4 separate regions of the Mus musculus genome follow, and regions 1, 2 and 4 are each linked to region 3. A link is a contact called in public Hi-C and HiCAR-type data. All regions are on one chromosome and are shown on one strand. The core of a region is the stretch at or near the end of the contact, and the rest is flanking DNA. Distances in the headings are between cores, read along the strand shown.

Region 1 (2,775 bases), core at 230-2,729, 460 kb before region 3:
TGCTGTGATCAGAACTGAGTTCCCTGGTCCTCCTGCCCTTCCTTCTTTCCTCCTTCCCTTCCTTCTTTCCTCCCTTCTTTTTTTTTTTTTACCTCTTCCTTTTCTTCTTCTTTCTATCTCAGCTTCCCCTCACCCCAGCCCAATTTTGGTAAAATATAAATAACTTAAAATAGATGATTTGGGGCTGTGTGTGTGCACATATGTATATATGGTATATGAATGATACATGTATGTATTATGTATGTATGTGTATGACGTATGTATTGCGTGTATGTGTATGATGTATCCATGTATGTATGATGAATGCATGTATGTGGACAGGGAACAACCTTGGGTGCTGTTTCTCAGGAGCCATCGCCCTGCTTGAGAAGTCTTACTGGTGTGGAACTCATCGGTAGCCTAGGCTAGGGAGCCCTAGGGATTTCCCTGCTTCTCTCTTCTAGGAGCTGATATTACAAGCACAAGCCACTGAGCCTGACTTTTTTAACTTGAGTTTTGGGGGTCTGATCTCAGGTCTTCACGCTTACATTAGCAGTGCTTTACCAAATGAGCCATCTCCTTGGCCTGTATTCCAGCCAATTTAAAACATGCAATTCTGTGGCCTTAAGTACATTCACACCTATTTGTAACCAACACCACCATCTGTCTCCAAAACTTTTTCATCTTGAAAAACATGAAACTCTGTTCCCACAAACCGATGATTTTCTCCCAACACGTAGCAGCCACAATTATACTTCCTATTTATGAATTTAATTAAGATACATACCTCTTATAAGAGGAGCCACATGACATCGGTGCTTTTCTCCCTCTCTCTCCACAACTGCAATCAAAGGGTCACATATCCCCTAGGCAAGTAAGTGCTCTACCACAGGACTCTATAATACATATTATATCACATGCACTATGTATATTATATAGTACTATCATACTATTGAAGCATACGCATGTGAATATATGTGTACTTTCCCCCACCCCCTTTTCACTTCTGCTAAATTGTCCAGGCTAGCTTTGAACTTGAGATTGTCCTGCCTCAGTCTCTTGAGCAGGTCTAGAGACCTGTGCTGCCAGGCCTGGCCTGCTTGCTTTTCTTGACAGCAAGGAGTCATGTGGCCCTGGAGCTGACCCCTCCAGGAACTTGATATGTTAACCAGGCCAGGAGGAGGGATAGGAGAGTCTCAAACACACACACACACACACACACACACACACACACACACACACACACACACAGAGAGAGAGAGAGAGAGAGAGAGAGAGAGAGAGAGAGAGCGCCCCAGACAGAGTCAGGAAGACTTTCTGTGCCCTGATGACAGCTGGAAATTCTTTCTGCTCTTCTGTGAGTCGAGTGCTACAAACAGGGGACTTTTCAAGCCCAATTCCAAACACAGGAATTCTTCCCTCGTCAGACTGTCTCCTGGGCCCCATTGAGCCAGCTGGCCTTCCCACGCAAGCCGATGCACTCAGCTGTGACTGCCCGTTCCCGGGTCAGCCTGCTCCAGCTCACCCTTGACGGAGAACACCGGCTCCCTGACAGCTTCGGCTGCTTTCTGTTCCAAGTTGCACAGAGCATCATGAAGACTTTTTTTCAAAACGTGTAGGTCAGCCACTCACAGCAGTTCCTGCGGCCTCGACTGCCATGATCTTTTTATTTATTTGGCCTGTTCTTTGGCATTCGTGACAGGGTCTGAGCCTCATACAGATCCTTCTGGCTTTTGTGGATGTGAATATACCAACTTCTTCCTCCTCAAAAAGAACATAGTGCATTGGATTTGGGATAAGAGTAGAGCTAGACTGGAATCAGGGAGACTAAGAAACAGAGGTGGGGTCCAGGGGGCCCTGGGATGTCCTATGTCAAATCTGATGGCGGGAGGCTGAGAGTGAGCTGCACTGTGCATCACCAAGGCATGAGGACACGTGGACCCCTCCCTCCAGTGACAAAATTTAGCTTTTTTTCAAATTTGTATGTGAGACTACAGTGCCGACTGTCACAGTCAGGCTGTATCCCCTTCCCTTTTGCTAAAGCCATGGACTGATGTGGCCTCCGTCTCTGTCTCACTCCCCGCCCTGCCCCACAGTCTCTCCAGGAGTTACACAGTTCTGTAAGCTCCAGAGATTCTCTCCATTGAAGATTGTGCCAATAGGAGAAACTTTGTCTGCAGGAGACCCAGCTAGAGGGGACGGAATGTAGAGGGAGCAGCAAGACTTGGAGGGGCAGAGGAAGGCCTAGAGAACAGGAAAGAGGTTATCCACCACAGAGCCTGTAAGACAGTAGCCTCCGATGCTGAAAGTCAGATGTAAGCAATCGCCCTAGAGGTTCCGAGAACAGAATGACACGTTCTCAGAGGTAACTGGGAAAGAGACTGAGCCCCAGCTGCATGTCCAAGGTCTCTCTGTTCTGACTCCAGTCCACCCAGTTGGTAGGAGGACGGTCCTAAGTGACGTCAGTATACCTACAGAGGGCACATGCAAGACTTTGGGCCACTGAGTCAGGGATTCCTTAATTTTCTGGGTACTGAATCAGGGATTAGAAGCCTGGGGCTATCTTACTCCCTGACTCTGTCCTCAGTTTTGGCAACGGAGAACTTTGGCTAAATCTGAGAACAAGATCCAATTCAAACGCAACTGGCTTTAGTTAAATATGTATGGTATACATATGACATTAAGAACGGTTCTCTGGTCAGCCAGGGCTGTGCACGCAGGGAGATGAGGCCGGCTCAGATGTTGCTCTCCTTGGGGATGAAGGAGGGGAGCTGTTCTTTTGGAGGTCTGCAGGTT
Region 2 (2,966 bases), core at 333-2,832, 480 kb before region 3:
GCCTCCCAAGCCCCTATGTGGGCATGTGCACTGTCCGCAGACATAAAAGGCTAGAACTCAGACCTTGCTATTGCAGCCCTCTGGTCTTACTAGGGACCTCCTGCCTGCTCTGTCCATCTCTCTTCATTGCAAAAGCTTCACTATTACCAATGTTTATAACTCTACTGAGGATCCCAAACCCAGATTCCCACCTTGATGTAGGAATTCCCTCTGCCCACCTGCATCCCTGTTCAGGGCCCTGACCAGTAATGTCTGCCAGGATGGTAGGGGAGGGGCATTTTCCAGGTTGAGGGTTTTCTCTGGGTCTGTTAGGGCCTGGAGACGCAGGGAAGCTTGCAATCCCAGGCCTGGGGGAGGGCAGGTAATATGAACTCCCAAGAGAAAGGGATCTGGGGCAGAGGAGAGAGGGAGGGGAGAAGGCTGGCTTTCCAGCATGTTCTCTATACCCTGGTATCGAGAGGCACTCCATCCTTCATTCCTCTGGCGCTACTGCTCCTGCATAGCTGTGCTGACTCACAGTGGACATCAAGGTTCACAAGTGACTGTTCCCAGCGCTGGGGCAACTTCCAAACTGGGTCATGGTAACCAATGGTAACCGGAAGAATAGCCTATAGAGTCTGAGTGTCCCCATAGCTCTCTCTACAGACAGAGTAAGTAAATTTTACCAAGAAGGGAAACTGAGGCTCAGAGAGGCTGAGAGGTTGCCTGAGTCTGCATACGCAATAAGCGCTGCTGCGGCCAGTTGTCAAACCCTGAAGGTCAAACCTCAGAGTCACAATCTTGATGCAGAGAGGGGCCCCGACAGACACTCAGTGACTATTTCCTGTCTTCAGCAGCTTTGGTCAGTGGCGGGGAATCAGAAAGGCACTTGCCCAGACTCTCCCAGCCCTCACGTTGGACAGCCTCAAGTTAATGTGGACAGTTGTGCCTGACTGTCAAGCAAGCCAGTCTGAGCTGGATTCCATACTTTACTTGCTGAACAATCCAAGCCTACTGCTCTCTGAACAGCCCTGGCCAGGAAGAGACCACCCCTGGATCCGGAGTCCGGCGCATGGCAGGGGGAGTAGGAAGAGCTGAGGAGGGAGTGTGGGGCCCCAGAGTTCCAGCGGTGGGTTTCCCTGCTTCAGGCTTGCCCTGGCCAATGGTCTTGCTTTCAGGCTTCTCTGTGCTCTGAGCACATCTAAACATTTGGAGAAAAACAAGAAAGTGAACAATAGGCGCTTGTGGGCTGGAGAACAGGGCTGACTTCCCCCTGGGACCCGGGCGCTGTTCGTAAGCTGCCCCAGCTGCACTCTCACGGTTGGGATGTCACTGGGGCCTGGCTGAATTACAGCCTTGTCCTCCATGGGGCCTGCTACCAACTCCTTTCATACCCGGGGAATGCAAATGTTGGTAGGGGGATCTGGAGCTGTGTAGAGACAGAAAGCTTGCTTTCCTGCCTGGAATTTGGGAAATCAGACAAAAGAACACACACACATACACATACCCCTATTTGGCATGGAAGCTCTGCCAAGCCATGCCCTGACAGTTGTGTCCTAACCAGAGAAGTTTGCCCCACAGGAAAAAAACCAAAACCCCAGCTCTCTATCAAGTGGACTCTGGGCACAGCCCCAAGAAGCTCAGAGTCCACAGGACCTAGAGACAGAATTCCTAATGTGTGCCAGAGCAGTTTCACCAGGAGGTGGTAGCAAAAGTACCCCCATTAGTTATAGCACTGAGGGAGGTGGGCCAAAGGTGCTCTTCTGAGCTGGCTCCTCTGAGGTTTTTAAGACTGTTGCTTCTCACCATTACAGCCTAAGCCACAGGGAATGAGAATGTAGTCAAAGTATCAAGATTAGAACAGAGAAGAACAAAACAGAGCCCAGACCCCCTCTCAGCTAGGGCTGACCAGTGGTATCATTCATACCCAGTAAGTAGGGCTAAGTTTCCCTGTCAAGAGTTCCTCACCTTTGTTCCCAGGACTGGAGGCGGCTTTGAGCAGTGTCCCGTCTGGGTGGCATCCCTGGAACAGGTCTCAGGCCCTGGTGTTTTTGAAGTAGCTGCCCAGACATCCCATCATAGGCTCAGGAGGGTGAATAGCCCTTCTACTCACCCCTCCCACTCCCCAACAATGTTCTGGATCTGAGAGCACTTCTGGGTTGTTTGTGCCCAAGGACAGGAGGAATTTGGCAAGAAGTCTGTGGTTGGAGGACAGTGCATTTACTTTGTGAAAGGATGAGTGAAGGACCATTCGGGGAAGTAGGGAGCACTGTTGTCAGAGTTGGGACTGGAGAGATTAGAATGGGTCAGAGGACTCCTATGAAGGACATGAGTAACAAAATGGGGGGTTCAGAACAAATGGGTTGACCTCTGGAGAGCAAAGGCAAGGCTTTAGTGTCTAAGAACTTCAAAATGGCTGTTAGGTCCCGCTAGATATGTGGTTCCTCCTCTTTCCTGCCCTAAATAGTTTTGGAGACAGAATCGTCTTTTTTTTTTTTTGAACTTTTATGAGTGTCTGTTTGTCTGTCTATATGTATGCACATCACAGGAGTCCCTGTGGAGGGCAGGAGGACTCTTGGGAATTGGTGTTATGAACAGCTGTAAGCTACCACGGGGTAGCTTACCCAAGCCAGGTCCTTTGCAAGAGCAGCAGTGTTCTTAACTTGAGCCACTGCTCCAACAGTGAGACAGTGTTTTTATGCAGCCCAGGCTGACCTCAAATTCTCATTCTCCTCCGTCTGTCTCCAGAGTGCTGAGATTAATGGACTACATTATCACCATACCTGCTCTTAGTCTACTTGTTGGTCACCTGGGACTGTGAAACCTTCGTAGTCTCTGCACTTCTCCTGCACTTCTCTGCACTGTTCCTTTCAGCACATTAACATGAGGCTTTGTTCCTTGTTAGGGAGCTGGGCTGAGTCCCACAGGGGCAGTGTCTCTAGGCACCCTGATCTTCTTGTATTCACTGCTCTCTTGAAAGTTCACTC
Region 3 (2,773 bases), core at 104-2,603:
TATGTCTGGGAAAGTAGACTAGGAAATGGTTCAAATACCCAAGGGCCTCTAAGCATATATGCTGGAAAGTATACCTAATTTCCAAAAAAAAGGGTCGAATTGCAGAGTACGCCTTGATTGGAAAACAAGCTGCTCGCTTCTGGGGATGGAGCAGATGCTGGAGGTGAGGCATCCATCCAGGGAGTTCAGAGCACCTCCGCTGTCACAAGAGTCACTGCACAGCCTCTTCTTCAGCTCAGCAATCGAGACTGATGGAGGTGTCGCAACATAAAACCCTTCTCATTTGCCTAGAACTCTTCTGACTGCGACTCACAATAAAGCCTGTGATGATGTAGGCGGACAGAACACAGATTAGTCCATAAGGATAGCAAGACATTTGCAATTATCCAGAGTTCCCCTCCCCCCGCCACACAAAAGAGCAAAGTGATTACCCAGAAAAAGACAATAAATGACAACAACAACAAAAAAAGGCAGTAAATGCATTAGGAATTAAGGCTGGATAGAGCTTGATAGACAAGGAAAGGACTAAGGATGAATATGAATATTTATAGTCTAATGAACATATTTTTGTTGTTACTATAGGGAACAACAACATTAGCATAAAGAAACTACATGACTACAAAACACAGGTGTATATAATGCAGCCACCATTTATTCATAATTATTATGTCAAAGTCAGAAAATCCCTGGGAAAACATCTGAATTATTATGAGTTATTATGCTGCTGTGACTCCATTGTTAGTTTACAACTACTTTGAAAACTCTATTTTCATTTGCCCTCATGAGACCCCTGGGGCCTACTATATTTCTTACACCTTTTAAATGACTCTGAGAACGGGCTTCTTTAGAAGTAGAAGGATTCACTGTCCTTTTGCTTTGCCTTGCTGAGACAAGGCTTGGTTATGTTATCATGAACTCCTAGGCCCTCCTGCCTCAGCCATCTCAGCCTTAGGACCAAAGGCATAAGCCACCACGCATGTCTAGAAATGGAGTCCTAAGAACAACCTACCACTGAATTTCATGGCAGAATACATGATGTTTAATGTTAATTTACTTGTCACACAAAAAGGAATTTGCCTTCAAAAATCACATCCCTTAAATACACCTAGAAATTGGGCAATACCCCTTTCAGGAATATCTAGTCTACTTGGAAACCCGAAAGAGCTGAAGTTAAACTGCACAGATTATTCCTAAAAGCCCGGATATGAACATGTTAACCAAGCACTCCGCCTCTGCTCAGCTTGCCAACACGGTAACTTTACTCATGAAGCCCGGTTCCAAGAGCTATCAGATTCCATTCACATTATACAGGCCACTGTGAATCACACTGCCAGCTACTTAGAAACAACGGCCTGTGCTTTTTCCATTGCATCTGGTCTTCCAGCTCTCATGGAAACAAGTGCTGCCACGGCCCCTTGATGAGCCAGCAGAGCCCAGTCATCTGGCAGCAGCGACTGGCCTCTGGCATCTAAGAACACCAACCAGAGAAAATGAGGGGATTAAAAAGGAGAAGTAACAGAAGACAATCAATTTCTCACTCCCTGACGGCCTGCGATTCCAAGGGCCTGATGTAGAACTGACTTTGTTCTGAATGCTATGTACATGAATGAACAACACAGGCCTAGATTTAGACCGTTTTTCTCGTGTGCCTGGGATGAGGTTCAGCGATGTTCCCGCTGGCCCGAGTGCTTCTCAAAGCACACGATTCATTGATGTAATACGCTAAGGAGGATGCATTTCTCATCCCAATATGACATTGTGTGGGAAAATTTAGCTTTGTCACCTGTTTTCCATGAGAGCTTGAGAAAGTTGCATAATCTCTTTCAACTGTACATCCATCTCATCTTTGAAATGAGAATAAGACAACCTGACTTTCCCCTTTAGTATTACAGAATTTCAAGGGCTATTCATCATTAAAAAAGAACATCAGCAAGAACAAAAAAGAAAAGAGAAAAGAAAAAGAAAAAAAAACTTGCAAACTCAGTGTACACCAAGAAGCTAGTCTACTCTTCCAACTTAGGAAAAATAACCTCTATGGCCTCAGAGAACAAAGCCGTCAGCATCTAAGTGCGAAACTGTCTTGTACACAGAGGCCTTCGTGTCTCATTAGAAATCAGAAGGTACCGCATCGCAGCAATCTGCTGTTGAAAAAAAGGGGGTTCCTAACACTCGTGCTCTGCCGTCAGGAATGCAGAGGCTTGACTTACTGTGATGACCCTGTTTCCTCAGTTGCCTCACGGAGCATCGGGAAGAACGGGAAAAACAAGGCTGAACCTACATCAGGCAGGATTTCTGGCTCCATTGAGACATTTCCAAAATGAAGGCACCACTTTTCATGTATACTTATTATAAGATGCACTTCCACTAAAAATTACACTTCTTCTAAATTGAGAAAAGGACTTCCACCTTTCAAACGTCTACTTGTGCCAGATAATATAACTATCATGGTACAGGTCCCCAGCCCACGGCCTACTAATCATGGAACCCAGGGAGTTAATGCATTGTTATGAGATACTCAGAACCTGCAGGAACACTGAGTCAGATCACAACAGGGCCAGCAGAGCTGGCTGTCCAAGAAGTGTAAATGAAACCCCACGCTGTTTCATGTGCGTAAAGGTCTTTTCAGTAAAACCTTTCAAATGCCACCAGGAGTTGATTATAATCCCACTTTTCAAAAGGTTAAATTGCTTACACGGATGTGGTTAATTTTCTTTTAGGGGAACAGGCAGTGTCTGGACATGCGATAAACTATGAGGAGACTGGCAGTGCAGAG
Region 4 (3,085 bases), core at 301-2,800, 380 kb before region 3:
TACTGTGCTAGCATGAGAACCTGAGTTCATATCCCCAGGGCCCATTTAACTGCCAGGTGTGGTAGTATCTACCTGTAACCTCAGCATGGATGGAACAGAGCCAGGCAGATCCTGGAGCTGTTCGGCCACCTAGTCCAGCCAAATAGAAAGCTGGGTTCAGTAAGAAACTGTCTCAAAAAGTAAGATATCAAGAGAGGAAGACATCATCCTCTGCCTCCATGCATGTAAATCCATACTCATCCCTACATGCACACACACATGTACATGACCACACATAAACACAGACTAGTACATTTGAAACACCTCCTTATTGAGGATTTGGAAAATATAGAAAAGTATAAAGGAGAAAAGATAAGTTATCTGACAATCCCATTTGAAAACAATTGTGATGAATTATTAATAAGTTAACTTCCGTTTTTAACGTAAACTTATATTGGCTCGTTTCTTGCTATTTTCTCTCTATCTAGATGATTCTATAAGCTTGTGCTCTTTGACTCGAGTCGTTTTTACGGTAAAACCAGCCAGCCACTGCCCATAGATGGCTCCGTGAGGTAACTGCCTAGCTTCATAAAAAGTCTGTGTCTTTTCCAACAGGCGAAAGGAGGCCTTCCCTGGGTGCAGAGTTATGTAATTTGTCTAAATCACACAGCACTAAAGGAAGAGCAAACCCACAAATTTGGGTGTGTCTGTGGAGCACATTCACTTCAGCAGATGTTCAGTTGCTCAGAGACACAGACAGCTCCCTCCTGCCGCCTGTGACCCCTGGGAACAGGAGTGTCCGATGGTGGCTGAGCCTGGCCACGGGCCCCAGCCAACCAGTACAGAGAAGGAAGGAGCTCACTATGCCCCGGCTCTTCTCTCCTTCCGCCCTTCTCCACATGCAAGAGGCCAAGAAACTAAACTGCCTAGACTGCAGGTTAGCTTGTAGATACCAGTGGGTTTTTTGAGTTGATGAAATAATTTAATCCAAACCTTCCTTTTCCATGGGGATCAAATTACGAGAAGGTCACAAAACCCGGTTCTGTTGTTCTCAGTCCCGACAGTGCCAGAGAGGGTGTCAAATTTTGTTGTTGTTGCTCATACTGTGGTTTATAGTTGGAACTGTGTGCAGTCACGGCTTTCTTCTCTCCTGGGCACTCTGATTCGTACTGAAACATCTCTCGTGTACAAGTCATGACTGGAGTATCCTGAGCAGCTCTCAGAAGAGCCACTTCCTTGGGCAGATCCAGGCCACAAAGTTGCTGGGGAACATTGGTTGCCACCCTCTAAACGGACAAGCCTTTTGTGAACAGTCCAAAACCAGCAAATGACCCAGGAGTTAGGGCCACCCTGGGATGAAAGTAGGAGGGTCTTTTTCCCCTGTCCTTTATTCCCTTGGGGGACCCTATGAGCTAAGCCGCAGGAGTCCAATAGTCTTAGTGCCACGGACTCTTGGTTGGCCCCGCAGAGATTGATCCAAGATGAAAGTTTGCCGAGCGAGCCAGGCACTCTGCCGCAGTTGGGGTAAGTCAAGCTGGTGTGCCAGTGGGTGAGTCAGCGACCGAAATGCCCTCTCTTCATTGCATAACTCTAAACACAGGCTTTGCCTTCCCGATAATCACTCTCCTGGCGGTGGCACAGCAGGGCTTATTTCCTGAAGACATGCGTGGGAAAAAAAAGTTTTCCAGGCAGACTTAGACACTCAGGCTTCCATGCTGTAAGGAACAGTACTTCCTTCCTCTCCAGCGCTGGTGATATGACTCACAGCAAAACGTGAAGATGACTTTCCTGATGCACCAAATGGCAGCTGGCTGTAGCGACTCAGGCTTGTGGTCCCCAGCACTCCGGAGGATGAGGCGGGAGACCCATGACATTGAGTCTAGGGCTACATATCTGGACCCTGTCTCAAAACAAACTGATAAACCAGCAGACAAATATCAAGAATGAAGAACTTGAGCAATAAGAGGAAACGCATCAAGTGCTAGACACGTGGTACATCCTTCTCTCTACCTAGCTATAATGACCCTCATATTCTGCCCGTTATACAGGTAAGAAAACTGAGGCCTGAGGTTAAATGATATTCTTTCTCTTTCAGTACTCAGAACTGAACCTTGGACCTCATGCTTGCTAGGCACTGAGCTATATCCCCAGTCCTAAATGATGTTCCCAATGTTACAGAGCTTGTAAGAGTCTGAGCCAAAGCTCCAGGAATTCTATTTTCTTTTCCTTTTTCTTTTATTTTATGTATATGAGTACCTTATTGTATATGTATATTTTATTTTATGTATATGAGTGTTTTGCCTGCATTTATGCATATGTACCACGTGCTGGCTGGTGCCCTTGGAGGTCAGAAGGTGGTGCTGGATCCCCTAGACCTGGAGTTATAGTTGTAATCCACCCTGTGGGTGCTGGGAATTGAACTGGAGTCCTCTGCAAGAGCAATAAAGTGTTCTCATCCACTGAGCCATCTCTCCAGCCCCACGTTCTAGTTTCTTAACAGCTTGAAAGTGACAGAAGTGATGGGATTGAGAGAAATCACAAATCCAAAGTATTTTCCATCAGATGGCTTGTCAGACCCAAGGAAGGCTCCTCTTAGAGACGAATGCCTGCCATGCCACACTTCAGCCTTGCTGACTCCGTAGAAACCATGGCTGGCTTCCAGGAAGGGGAGAAATTTGTCCCTGCTCCTGTGTCCAACACTGTTTGGTATTTGGATGAATATGAACAGCTAGTTATGATGCCATTGGGGGTGGGGATTACACTGCAGAGAGGCCTCAACATGCCGTCCAGACAGGGAACATGACTCACCAAGAAGAGACCCCAGGTGGGGAAGCTCTGGGTGGCTGGATTGCTCATAATCTGGTGAGACTAGGCAAAAAAAAAAAAAAAAAAAAAAAAAAAAAAAAAAAAAAAAAGGCCACAAGGACCTCCAGGAAAACACTGTGGTAATTATCATGGCTGCAAGTCCCCAAGTCAGGGGACCTGCCAGAGGCTGTCCCAGGGCCCTAGACTAGAGATCTATGATATTATAAAATAGTTTCCCACTGCTGCTCTAGTGAGTTTCCATACAGTGCCTTACGGCAATGCAGATTTGTTATTTTATACT

What was found. A called contact is a pair of places that touch in the nucleus more often than the background predicts. HiCAR-type assays count read pairs that join an accessible place to other places.
Region 1: a Hi-C map of muscle stem cells shows a contact between it and region 3, with 3 times the contacts expected there. The contact joins two enhancer-like sites. A contact is called at or near these places in 2 of 484 Hi-C or Micro-C datasets (bone marrow-derived macrophages and muscle stem cells) and 2 of 115 datasets of contacts at active chromatin or transcription factors (astrocytes and pancreatic cancer cells).
Region 2: a HiCAR-type map of astrocytes shows a contact between it and region 3, with 4 times the contacts expected there. The contact joins two enhancer-like sites. A contact is called at or near these places in 1 of 484 Hi-C or Micro-C datasets (bone marrow-derived macrophages), 3 of 115 datasets of contacts at active chromatin or transcription factors (astrocytes, large pre-B cells and pancreatic cancer cells) and 1 of 9 other capture datasets (embryonic stem cells).
Region 4: a Hi-C map of muscle stem cells shows a contact between it and region 3, with 4 times the contacts expected there. The contact joins two enhancer-like sites. A contact is called at or near these places in 3 of 484 Hi-C or Micro-C datasets (the C2C12 cell line, the C3H10T1/2 cell line and muscle stem cells) and 1 of 115 datasets of contacts at active chromatin or transcription factors (astrocytes).

The regions. Positions count from the first base shown.
Region 1 is chr12:79,947,960-79,950,734 of GRCm38.p6, reverse strand. It overlaps 4933435C09Rik (a long non-coding RNA gene), which reads right to left. Exons shown (of 3, transcript XR_381736.3): 3 at 1,244-1,743. Among named protein-coding and RNA genes, the nearest start is that of 4933435C09Rik, 13 kb to the right of the region's middle. Within about 2 kb of position 1,479, at least 74 of the 459 cell types and tissues checked have an H3K27ac peak or open chromatin away from gene starts, as enhancers often do. A contact at or near this core is called in muscle stem cells and pancreatic cancer cells, where this site is marked.
Region 2 is chr12:79,968,692-79,971,657 of GRCm38.p6, reverse strand. No RefSeq gene overlaps it. Among named protein-coding and RNA genes, the nearest start is that of 4933435C09Rik, 34 kb to the right of the region's middle. RefSeq lists an enhancer at 1-2,966. Within about 2 kb of position 1,582, at least 130 of the 459 cell types and tissues checked have an H3K27ac peak or open chromatin away from gene starts, as enhancers often do. A contact at or near this core is called in astrocytes, where this site is marked.
Region 3 is chr12:79,487,626-79,490,398 of GRCm38.p6, reverse strand. The region is part of intron 7 of Rad51b (RAD51 paralog B); the gene reads right to left. Among named protein-coding and RNA genes, the nearest start is that of Rad51b, 190 kb to the right of the region's middle. Within about 2 kb of position 1,353, at least 102 of the 459 cell types and tissues checked have an H3K27ac peak or open chromatin away from gene starts, as enhancers often do. A contact at or near this core is called in the C2C12 cell line, astrocytes, muscle stem cells and 1 more, where this site is marked.
Region 4 is chr12:79,863,021-79,866,105 of GRCm38.p6, reverse strand. It overlaps Gm36132 (a long non-coding RNA gene), which reads left to right. Exons shown (of 4, transcript XR_381728.4): 3 at 468-551. Among named protein-coding and RNA genes, the nearest start is that of Gm36132, 3.0 kb to the left of the region's middle. Within about 2 kb of position 1,550, at least 94 of the 459 cell types and tissues checked have an H3K27ac peak or open chromatin away from gene starts, as enhancers often do. A contact at or near this core is called in the C2C12 cell line and muscle stem cells, where this site is marked.